Linked DNA regions of Mus musculus: region 1 is linked to region 2. Evidence: chromatin contacts called from public promoter capture Hi-C data. All regions are on one chromosome and are shown on one strand. Each heading gives the region's core, a stretch centred on a gene start, on an enhancer-like site or on the middle of the called end of the contact. The rest is flanking DNA. Distances are from core to core; before and after follow the strand shown. Region 1 holds the start of 1500035N22Rik (RIKEN cDNA 1500035N22 gene). Region 2 holds the start of Chpf2 (chondroitin polymerizing factor 2).

Evidence for each region. Promoter capture Hi-C pulls out the DNA fragments that hold promoters and counts their contacts.
Region 1: a promoter capture Hi-C map of neural stem cells shows a contact between it and region 2. The contact joins the promoter of 1500035N22Rik here to the promoter of Chpf2 in region 2. A contact is called at or near these places in 3 of 39 promoter capture datasets (embryonic stem cells, neural stem cells and pre-B cells), 2 of 115 datasets of contacts at active chromatin or transcription factors (bone marrow-derived macrophages and memory CD8 T cells) and 1 of 9 other capture datasets (adipose tissue).

Annotation. Positions count from the first base shown.
Region 1 is chr5:24,982,303-24,988,455 of GRCm38.p6, forward strand. 1500035N22Rik (RIKEN cDNA 1500035N22 gene) reads left to right here and starts at 3,540. Exons shown (of 2, transcript NR_166410.1): 1 at 3,540-3,734. All of the region lies in intron 3 of Prkag2 (protein kinase, AMP-activated, gamma 2 non-catalytic subunit), which reads right to left.
Region 2 is chr5:24,582,727-24,588,643 of GRCm38.p6, forward strand. It overlaps Chpf2 (chondroitin polymerizing factor 2), which reads left to right and starts at 4,024. Exons shown (of 4, transcript NM_133913.2): 1 at 4,024-5,574. The coding sequence starts at 5,312.

The sequences.
Region 1 (6,153 bases), core at 2,290-4,789, 400 kb after region 2:
CAGTTAGGCTTGTTGCTTCAAGAGATTCTGTGGGTTTAAGGAGCACAGCAGCATGTGCTGTGGCCTTCCCGCCATCAGCAGACAGCTCAACACTAGCCAACCAGGGCTGTCACTGGCACTTTATTTGGGGTGTGCTGCTAACACATACCCAGACTGATTAGATAGACACCACCCAGTCTGATTAAATGGCATTCCTCAGCTCTTTAACTGCCTGTCAACTCTCCAGCTGGCTCTGAAAGCCTCCATCGACAGCCCTGTGCCCTTTCCCCTTAATTAAGGGCACCGGGGGCATTCTCCTTCCATATGTGGGCAACCTTTCCCCTAATGCACAGGCACCCTGATAAGGGCTGGACAAGCCTTTGTGGAGAATTTGCTGGAAGAAGGCTTTGCGGTACACTTGCTCACTGGTGTTGGGGTCCGTCAGGGCAGACCCAGCTGCTCTTTTACTTGGGGGTTCTGACTGGAAACTGATTGAACAGCTAAACTTTAACTCTTCTCCCTTGCCCTGCTTCCTTTCCCCTGCATGTGTGTGTGCTGATGTGCATGTGTGTCCCTGCATGCGCAGACGGACCCATGGAGGCCGGAGGTCAGCCTTGGGTTGTGTTCCTCAGGGGCCGTCCACCTTATCTTTCCAGACAGCATTGCTCCAGAGCTTGCTGTTTTGGCTAAACTGGTCTGGCCAGTAAGCACTAGGAATTCTCCTGTTTCTGCTTTCCCATAAGTGTGTAGCAACACGCTCTCCCAGCTCTTTAAACTGGGGATGGGGATTGAACTTGAGTCCTCACACTTGCACAGTTAGCAGCCTCCTAACTGAGCCCGTTCCCTAGCTGGAGTCAGTCTTTATGACTCGAGTTACATTTGCTCACCTGAACTCAATCTGATGTTAGATCGTTCCTGTTTGTTTCACTTCTGGAAACTACAAGATGCACTTCTCTGAACTACAGACTGACCCAGGGCTCTGATGGCTGCTTGACCCTGCTGTCCCTTACAGCACCTGTGGGCCAGCTGCTTAGAACCTGTGGACTGGGAAGCTTGCAGGCCCTTGGTGATTGGGGTTGGTCCTTGCCCGATGGTGCCTGTGAGTTGCACATCTTCCTTCCTGGGAACTGTCCTGGGCTCCTTTTCTCTAAGGACCTTTTCTATGATGTCCCCTGTACTGTAGAGCCTGCATGAGCTTGGGTGTGTGCCTGGCTTACTGACTCACACTTAGGTGCTAGGGTCTTGAAGGAGACAGTGTGACAGAGGGTTGCATGGGACTGCAAAGCAGAGCAGCTTGGACATCGGCTTTCCACACCAGACTGTAGGGGGTGTTATGTCCATCTGTGCCCCAGAACCTTCAGTTGGGCTGTCTGAGGTCAGGTACTTAAGTATGCAGTGAGTCCTGTGGGCTGTGGTGTCTCTGGCTGGCAGGAGTGCAGCACCCCTGGCTTAGATCCACCAGGGGGCGCTGAGCGAGGCTGTGTGGGGATGTGGTGCCCACCATTAGCAGAGACCTAATGCCCTCACTGCAAGGAAGTGAGCTGGCTGCTCTGTGCCCAGTCCCAGGCTGAGAGGACAGGGACAACAGCTGCTTCATCACATCTGGAGGGAGGCTGGTGTCACAGGGGACACAGCTCAGATATTCTGTGACACATGACTGAATGTACAAAAGGGGTCTCCAAATGGCAAAATATTACGCAGCCTTTCAAGGGTGTGTGGAAGGTATGAGAGCATGGGGGAGCCTCCAAAAGCATGGGAGAAACCCAGCACAGCTCAGGAAGACCTGACACAGCACAGATATGTACTGTGGCCCACAAGGACCTAAGGGCATCGGACAGAAGAGATGGAGAGAAACACACGGCTCAATTTCATTCTGTGAGGGCCCCAGAATGATCAGATTCATAGAGACAGTAGACTGAGGGGTGCCAGAGATGGGAAGGATCATTGTGTGATAAAGGCAGTTTGGGAAGATGAATTCTGAGAGTGGAAGAGGGATGGGGGGTGGGGGGCGAGCTGGCATCATAATGAGCATGTGCTTAATTCTCTCAAGCTGTGCAGCTCCAGATGATGAAAAAAAAGTTTTATCTGTTGGTCACAAAAAGGAAGTTAGAGGAGAAGGGAGAGGGAAGGGGGGAAGGACAGGAGGGGAAAGAAGAGGAAGAAAGAGAATGAAGAAGAAAAGGAGGAGAAGAGAGGAGAGAAGAGGGAGAAGAGGATAAAGGTGGGGGATACAGAGAGGAAGGAAAAGGAAGAGGAGGAGGAAGGAGAGAAAGGAGAGAGGAAGAGGAGGAGGAGGAGGAAGAGATGGGGGATGGGAGAAGCGGAGGGTGTCTCCCCACTGGTTCCTGGCAGTGGGCTTTCCCACAAAGGCCCAAATCCAAGCCCCCCAGCCCCTCCTGGCTGTCCCTGGCTTATGGGCAGAGGTCCTCGTCTTAACATGCAAGTCACCACATTCCAAGCATAGCTCTACATATTCACAAATGTCCACTACCACTTCAGCCCCATGGCAGAGCCAGGGGCTCTGAGAAGCCCCACACACATCTCCCATCACCTTAAAAACAAACAAACAAACAAACAAACAAACAAAACAGCTCCCAAGAACAAGGAAGGCTACAGTGCACCCACTGTGTGCAGACAGCTGTTCAGGGGGACACAGACTCATTCCACCACAGGAAATGCCATCAACAAGTCTCAGATACGACAGGCAGACAGCCACAATTCGGACTCCGTAGGGACAGGTCCCAATTCTTTCCTGCACAACCCCTTCCAGAACAATCTTCAAGCATTTTGAAATGTTTTTGAACTTTCATGATTCGGACAACGTGATCGAATGCATCGAGAGCCATTGCTATCCCAGGGAGGAGCTGGTCCTAGAGTGGTGAGGTCTGTCTTCCCACAGTACTTCCTCCCCAGGAGGATGGGTGGTCCTTCAAGTACCTGAAGGTTCTCCTTCCCCAGGCTCACTCCTGGGGAACACTTGTGTCACAGCGTTCCCAAGCAATTCAGTACTTCAGATGCTGTCGCTAGGAGCTCTCACGCTGTCTGTTCTGCAAACGACAGCAGCCCTACCTTCCAAAAAACACAACCCACAGAAGAAGTAAGACTGAAAAGCTGAACAGGCCAGGTGGAGGGTGCCCGTCAGCAAGACTAGAACTCAGGAGATGGATGTGAGGGTAGGGCTAGCCTGGGGTACATGAAGAGGCTGTCTGGAACATACAACCCGCCTTGGGTAAACTGTGCTTTACTATTGAATGCTTTAGTTCAGAACAAAGGACAGCTGAGGCCTCTACATGGGGAAGAGCCAGGCCACAGCAGTTCTGAGGACACTCTAGTGTGTCCCCTCCATCCTGTTCTTTCTACTCTTGAGTGGGTGCGCGCATACAGAGACCCAGCCGCTGCATCAGCGCATAACTGGATGGGAAGGGTCCTGCCTGCTCTCATTTTCCTTCATTTTTCTATATTAGGGGCAAGATGATCTATTTTTAGTGTGTAGCTGGTGTAAGTCAGGGGTTGCTATAGCAACGGCAAGTGGCTACAAACCCAGTGCCGCTCCGGTTCCCAGTCACAGAGAAATCCTGACAGAAATGCAGCCCTGGAGGATGGAGCGGCCCTGTTCTTGGGGGTTCCTGGCTCCTGTCCTCATGGCGTGCAGTGCCATGGGCAGGCTGAGGCTGAGTGTGCTAGGAAGCAGAGACTATACAAACTAGGAACCGTGAGAAGAGCTGACTGGGAATGGGTGCCAAGCTCAATCACAGGTGAGGAGAGAGTCCTACATTTGTGCAGCTCTTAGACAATAGGCAGAGGCAGGCTGGCATGCACTGCCTGGGCCCAGGGTAGCAGGCAGGGGATTGGAATGGGCTGTCAGTGTTGGTTTGTTGAGTCAGGGTCTCCTGTAGGCTCAAACTCACTCTGTAGCCAAGGATACCTTGAAGTCTTGATCTCGCTATTTTGTCTCTCGAGTGCTGGGATTACAGGCATGAGCAATCATAATTATATAGTGCTGGGAATGGAATCCAAGTCTTTGTGCACACTTTTTATCTACCTACTGATCTACATCCCCACCCTAGGCTGCCTACCTTTTAAGGCTGCCTCTGTGTGCACCTACCACCAGGGGCCCCAGACTGAGCCCAGCAGATGAGAAGGAACCTGGAGACTGAGCGTGCCATCCTCAAAGGCTGGGTGTATGATCTGTGTCCTATGTAGACTGTGGCCTGCCGAGCTCCCTGAGACAACGCTGCACTCAAAGTGTAAAAAAAAAAAAAAAAAAGAAGCCAGGACAATTAATGTCTAGGTTTACAGGCAGTGGGAAATGTGTTTTAAAATGTAGTTTTCTAATGACTCGGGGTAGTGAGGTCAGGGGATGAGCTTCCTCTGGAAAGACAGTGTATTACAGTCCCCCAGAGGAGGGGGTGTGTCACAGCCATGGGGGGGGGAGCGGCATGACAAGGAATGCCAGGCTGCTCAGGAGGCAGAGGAGAAAGGAGAGATCAGGCAGAAGCTTGGCTCTTGTTTCCAGGGAGAAGAAAGGTAACGCAGGTGGGGCAGACAAAGACTGGCTTCTGTGGATGTTTCCATGGGCCTCAGGGGTCTCGGGGACTGGCTCTATCCCCAGCATCACAAAAACTAAACAAAAGATCTAAAATGACCCTCAGTATTAGCAGCAACACCCATCGCTCCCCTGTTGTCTTTACCTTTCTTTAACTTCCAAGAGTTTTCGTCCCCACGGCACAGGGAGGCTCCTTCCTAGAAAGCCCATTGGAGGGGAGTGGACCCTGCTTCAGGGAGGGAGACTGCAGAGGAAGGGGTCTGAGGCCCCCAAGGCTAGATTCCTCAGGCCCTCACACAGCCCAGGCTGTGGGTAGCTCCCCAGGATGAAGCTGCTTCTCTTTCTCTAAATGTCACCATCTGTCCTGTCCTGAAAAATCAAGGTCAGGGCTGCCTCTTGCTGGTGGAATATTTTCATGTCCTCCTCCACCAAGCTTTCAGCCACAGAGCATCCTGTCTGAGTGTGAGAGATGAGGGTGCAGGGTCATTTTCTCCCATCTTAGGGTTGCTTTCTCCACTGCTAGTCTACATTCTAAAGAACTCCTACTGCCCTGTTCCTCTGCTCTCTCTCTCTGTCTCTCTGTCTCTCTCTCTCTGTCTCTCTGTCTCTCTCCCTCCCTCTTCCTCTCTCCCTCTCTCTCTCTCCCTCCCTCTCCCTCCCTCCCTCTCCTTCTCTCCCTCTCTCCCCCTCCCTCTCCCTCCTTCCTTCTCTCTCTCTCTCTCTCTCTCTCTCTCTCTCTCTCTCTCTCTCGCTCTCTCACTCTCTCGTGGTTTGAATAGGAATGGTCCCCATAGGCTCACATATTTGAATGCTTGTTCATCATGGAATGGCAGTCCCTAGAAGGATTAGGAGGTGTGGCCTTATCGGGAAAGTATGGCCTTTCTGAAGGAAGTATGTCATTTGGGGGTGGGCTTTGAGATTTCAGAAGCCCAAGCTAGGCCCAAGAGTTCTCTCTCCCTGTTGCCTGTGAATCCAGACTTAGAAGTCTTAGCTACTTCTCCAGCATCATGTCTGCCTGTGTACCGCCATGCTCCCTGACATGATAATGGGTTAAATTTCTGAAACTGTAAGCAAGACCCAATTCAACACTTTTTTTTTGGTAAGAGTTTCCTTGGTCAAAGTGTCTTTTCATAGCAACAGATACTAAGACACCATCTGTCTGTCCACCCACCCAGCCCCCAATCTGTGGTGGTTTGAATAAAATGGCCCCCATTGGCTCATATATTTGAATGCCTGGTTCTTAGTTGGTAGAATTGTTTGGGAATAATTAGGAGGTGTGTAAGCCAGTCCCCATTAAATACTTTATTTTACAACTGCCTTGGTCATGATGTCTCTTCACAACAAAGGAAAATAAATGAAAACACCATATATCATCTATCTTCTATCTCCATGCAGCTGTCTGTCTGTCTGTCTGTCTGCTATCTACACATATCTATCTGTACATTTCACTATTGTACTGGTTAGTTCTTGTTTTTGTCAACTTGACACAAGCTAGAGTCATTTGGGAAGATGAATTGAGAAAAATGTCTCCATCATATTGGCTTGTGGACAAGTCTGTAGGGCATTTTTTTGATTAATGACCAAAGTGGGAAGGCCCAGCCCACTATGGGCGGTGTCATTCCCTGGGC
Region 2 (5,917 bases), core at 2,774-5,273:
TACATTGTAGCTGTTTTCAGACACACCAGAAGAGGGCATCAGATCTCATTATGAATGGTTGTGAGCCACCACGTGGTTTCTAGAATTTGAACTTAGGACCTTCTGAAGAGCAGTTGGTGCTCTTACCCACTGAGCCATCTCTCCAGCCACAGCAACTCTTATAAAGAAAAGCATTGAATTTTTTTCAGCATGCAGGCAGACATGGTGCCGGAGAGAGAGCTGAGAGTTCTACATGAGCCACTAGGTCTGATTGGAGTGTCTGAGACCTCAAAGCCCAGCCCCTAGTGACACACTCTAGTGTGACAGACCCTAGCCCCTAGTGGCACAGCCCCTAGTGACACACTTCTTCCAACAGAGCATACCCACTCCAACAAGCCTACACCTCCTAATAATGCCACTCCCTATGGAGCTGGGGGGGGTCATTTTTATTCAAACCAGGACTCTAGATATGCAGCTCTTTCTGTTATATGGTAACTTTGGGTCCTTTATACACATACCCAGGAGTGGTATATTAAGATCTGCTTTCAGATTTTTGAGGGACTTCCATACTGAGTTCCCATCGGTTAGGCTACATTTCTCCAACAATATGTAAATGGATAAGGAAGCAGGTAAGAGATTATAAGACAATTTTATTTGTTTATTTGTTTATTTATTTATGTATTTATGTATATATGTATTTATTTATTTATGTGAGTACATTGTTGCTGTCTTTAGACACACCAGAAGAGGGCATCAGATCCCATTGCAGATGGTTTGTGAGCCACCATGTGGTTGCTGGGAATTGAACTCAGGACCTCTGGAAGAGCAGTCAGTGCTCTTAACCACTGAGCCATCTCTCCGACCCCAAGATTTATTTTTTGAGAATTATAATTCATTATACAGTTTGTATCACAACATTTGATTTCCCCTGCAAATTCTGAGGTGGTTGTTGTTACCATGTTACCATTCATTCTATCCACAAGCTCTGGCTCAGGGCCTGTTAAAAAAAAAAAAAAAACAAAAAACAAAAAACAAAAAACAAAAAAACAAGCAGAAAAACCGCTGCTGCTTAGAGGCAGCACAGGCATCAAGGCTGGGATTGTCTGGTTCTGTACCCTCAGGTCCATCAGGGACAATCACAGCTGTGATAAGAAAACAATTGACAGGCAGAGTCTTCTTCACCACAGTTAGCATCTTGGGGCACTTGCTAACTACTTGGGTATTTTGTCCTTCTCACCCAGAGTTGAGATCTTGTGCATGGATAAGTGCTGGGAGCGAGAGGAGAGGAAATGAAGGCTAATAAGAAAGAGTTACAAAAAGCCACAGCTCAGCAAGAACTGGTTATTGGTTCACATTTGTCCTGGTTTCTTTGTCAACTTGATACCAGCTGGGGCCACCTGGGAAGAGGGATCCTCAGGTGAGAAAACTGGCCTATAGGCAAGTCTGTGGGGGCAATTTCTTGATTAGTGATAATGTGGCGGAGAGCCCAGTCCACTGTGTCAGTGTATAGTGCCCAGTGTCCCACATCCCTAGCCAGGTGATCTGGAGTTCTATGAGGAAGCAGACTGAGCAAGTCATGGGGAGCAAGCTTGTAAGCAGCCTTCCTGTATGACCTCTGCATCAGCTCCTGCATGCAGGCTCCAGCCTTGGCTTCCACTGATAATAAAATTTGACCTATAATCCAAGTAAACTCTTTCCTCTGCCAAGCTGCTTTTGCTCATTGATCACAGCAGCAGAAAGCAAACTAGGACAGCATTCAAAGCTAGCCACATTTTTAAGACATTGTCTAAAAACTAAACTAGACAAAAAAAACAACCAACTAAAAACAAACTAATAGAAAATACATGAAGAAACTGAGTCCAGAGGAAGGAAATGTCTAGACCAGTATGACCTAAGAAGTTAGCGACTAAGAAGTGTCTAGAAGTATAGTGCCCAGTGTCACAGTGTCTGTAAGTAGCTCTGATGGCTCATGTTGCTTGTCAGCTTGACAGAAACTAGAGTAATCTACGAGACAAAAATACTGTAAGGGACTGTGTTGGATAGGCTTATTGATGTGGGAAGGCCCACCTCCAAGTAAGTGGTAGTGTTCCCTGGACTTGGGTCTTGAACTGCAGGGAAAGGAGAAAGCTGCCTGAACACCTGCATTCAACGGCCTCTCTTTCCTGGTGCAGTGTGATCTGCTCCCTGAAGCCCCCACTGCCAGACTGACTGTACACTGGAACAATGAACTAAAACAAACCAATCACAGCAGCAGGGAACGTGCTTAACACAGAAGATGCAAGGTCGCTGAAATACAGCTACTCAGAAGTCCCTAGGCACATGGAATAAACTACACAAGTTCTTTCACCAAGGACCGTCTGAGAGTGGCTGTTTTTACTGAGCTGTAACACTTGTGGAAGGGTTCTCTTTCCCGAAGCATTCATCGCTGGACCTTGGCTGTCCAGACTCACGCTGCTGCTCACTCTGCCCCGGTCACTGTTGCTGCCTCTGTAGCTGGACCTAGGCTATCTGCCCAGTGCAAGCTGCCCAAACCTCATCTCTTCTCTTCTGAGAGCTGTAACACTTCCGGCACTCCTGGCTGGACCCAGGCCCCCTGGAACCTATCCATCTTGGTTCTGCCTAGAGACTGGTAACCCCAGCACTTTTGAGACTTAGGTAGGAAGATGGCTGTGATTTCAAGATCACCCTGATCTACATAGCAAGACCTTGTCTCAAGGAAACAAAACAAGTGATACACGTTATAACCGTAAAACATGGCTAGGATTTCAGTTTGCATATGGAAAAATGTAAAACATCAGTACAGTAGCTTTTCATATTGCTTATATGTTGAATTGATATTTTATTTATACCTAATACCATAAAATATTAAATATTTTATACCTAATATGTGTGTTTATTAAATATATTTATACCTAATACGATAAAATATTAAGTTAATTCCACCTGCTTCTTTTAGTTTAATAATTGTGGCTATAGTCAGGTGTGTTGGTACATGATCGTGATCCCAGCACTGAAAGGCAGGAGCAGGTGGATCTGTGAGTTTAAGGTCAAAGTCAGATGGCCAGACCCAATGTCAAAAATAAAGCAATAGCCGGGTGGGGTGGCACACACCTTTAATCCCAGCACTTGGGAGGCAGAGGCAGGTGGTTTTCTGAGTTTGAGGCCAGCCTGGTCTACAAAGTGAGTTCTAGGACATCCAGGGCTATACAGAGAAACCTTGCCTCGAAAAACGAGAGAGAGAGAGACAGAGAGAGAGGGAGAGAGAGAGAGAGAGAGAGAGAGAGAGAGAGAGAGAGAGATTGTCATGAATGTGACAGTACAAATGTATTCTGAACACTGACATACATTTATAAATGGTAAAAGTTCTCCAAAGTGGTAGCTTTGTACATCCGAAGCCTGACAATCTTCCTTCCGTCCAAGTGAGTTGTTTCTTACAGATGTAGCATAGGGAAGGTGTGGTACACACCTTTAACAATAGTGTGGTATCAGAAGACAACTTGATGGAGTCAGTTTTCTCTTTTCACCAGACATAGAACTCAGATTATCAGTCTCGGTGGCAACCACCTTCACATGGTGAGTCACCTGACTGGTGCTTAATTCCGTACTTTTCTGCCTTGAGACACCAGAGTGTGTTAGTATCCATGGCTTGCTTCAAGCGATTCTCACCGCCTTAAAACTACTGAGTTCTAGGTTAGCCCAGGTCTGTTCGTTCCTGGTCACATGTCCCTCATCCTTTTACCTAGTAGAGTTGAAAATTTAGTAGAGAAACATTTCTTGAGCCGCTAAATAGGCGCTGGTGTTGCGCGGCCGGTTTAGTTGAAGCGTGCTCAGAAAAGGGGAGGGCATCTTTCTTTAGCGCTAACAGGGTTGAGATGAATTGGGGAGCGTCTCTGTGCAGACGGGATTCACTCACCGTGGCGCTAGGAGCCAGGGCGTTGGAATCCAGAGGTGCAGCAGCAACCATAGAGAGCGACTGTAAGGAGCGAGGGGCCGGATGCGGTCACCATAGAGACGGGAGACTGACAGGCAGCGGAAGAGGAAGCCGAGGGCTGGCTTGTGAGGTGGCAGCGGCAGCAAAGCGGAGCTCCTCGGCCCGCCACAGGGTGGGCTCACCCGCGAGGCGGCTCCGTCTGCCGTGGGGCTTGGGTGTTCCTGTTCCCCTGCCCGGCAGGACCTGAGAACCCGCTCGGTCCTGCTGTCCGCCGCGAGCTCCCCTCCACCGCCCAAGTTCGCAGAGCAAACCAGCTGGACGCAAGGCCTTTTCTGCAGTCGTGGGACGTAGGCGATTAATTTCTGTCTCCAGACGGCCGGCTAGGACTCGCTCTGTCCCTTCTTCTGGGGGCTGGCACGGTGCTGTGGTCGCCAAGGGAATAATAGGGCACTGACTGGCGCCCTATTGGAAGGTGCCCTGTTGGAAGGTGGTGAGCCTCTGCTGGCCTTCCCAGACCCCCGCGTTTCTCTAACTGCTGCTGTCTCCCGGCTTGCTTTTGCTTTATTTGGCTTTGTTTGATAACCTCTAGCCACAGCAAGAGTGTCTGTAATTTGTCTCCTGCTGTTCTTAGATATGTGGGCAGCATAGCTTTGCAGGACGAGTAGGATGGCTAGCAAAATGGCTCCATCAGCCATTGCGCTCCTATGAGAGGCCAGCTGTGCTGAGTCACTGTGACTGCTCACCTCATTTGGGTGGGTAGGTGGGTGGGCACCATTCATAGCTGGTGATCTTATCTGACAAGGAGGGGATTTCTAGAGTCTGTGGCTCTCTTTGACACTCAGGAGCGGGGTGGAAGGAGGTGCTGACCCCTTCTCTAGTGCTTGCCTGCAGCAGCGGCAGATCAGCAGTTCCTCTGGGGCCTGAGGAGACATAGTGGGCCAGGATAGCTTCAGCATGGCACAGGGTGTCTGAGGCAGGCCCTTTTGGTCAGACTGTTGTTGGAATGGCGCATGCACTTTGCCCTAAGCTCTGTGTCACTGGGTGCTGCTGACTTGAATTAGGCCCATGTTTCAAATGGCTGTAGACCTTCTGGGGTTAGGTTTGGCAGGACTGCACTTTCTTTTTTCTTTTTCCTGGACTACAGACTGCAATCCCCGTAGGGAGTGGCATTGCTCACATAGACATTAGTATTTTACTGAGGGTATCAGCACCATGGCCACTGAAGACCAGACATAGGGTTGGGAAGACTTGGTGGGGATGCTGGGCTCCTTTTTCTGTTGCTGACCTCGTTGACTCCGGGTTCTCTGGGTAAAACCGTGGGCTACTGCTGGCCTGTGGCCCATCAACCTACTCATCCTTGAGACTGTGCCCCTGGGGCGCCCTGTGTCAGGGCCTGCCACCATGCGACTGAGCTCCCTGCTGGCTCTGCTGCGGCCAGTGCTCCCCCTCATCCTAGGACTGTCTCTGGGATGCAGCCTGAGCCTCCTGCGGGTTTCCTGGATCCAGGGTGAGGGAGAAGATCCCTGTGTAGAGGCTGTGGGGAAGCCAGGAGGGCCACAGAATCCAGACTCAAAAAATGGGCTGGACCAAGGCGATGAAGACTTCAGACCCAGGATTGTGCCTTACTACAGGGATCCTAACAAGCCCTACAAGAAGGTGCTCAGGTGAGGGTGACTGTGCATAGTCCTCCAGCACTGACGCTCAGGTGAGGGTGACTGTGCATAGTCCTCCAGCACTGATGCTCAGGTGAGGGTGACTGTGCATAGTCCTCCAGCACTGACGCTCAGGTGAGGGTGACTGCATAGTCCTCAGCACTGATGCTCAGGTGAGGGTGACTGTGCATAGTCCTCCAGTACTGACGCTCAGTTGAGGGTGACTGCATAGTCCTTAGCACTGACGCTCAGTTGAGGGTGACTGTCCATAGTCCTCCAGTACTGATGCTCAGGTGAGGGTGACTGTGCATAGTCCTCAGCACTGACGCTCAGGTGAAGGTGACTGTGCATAGTC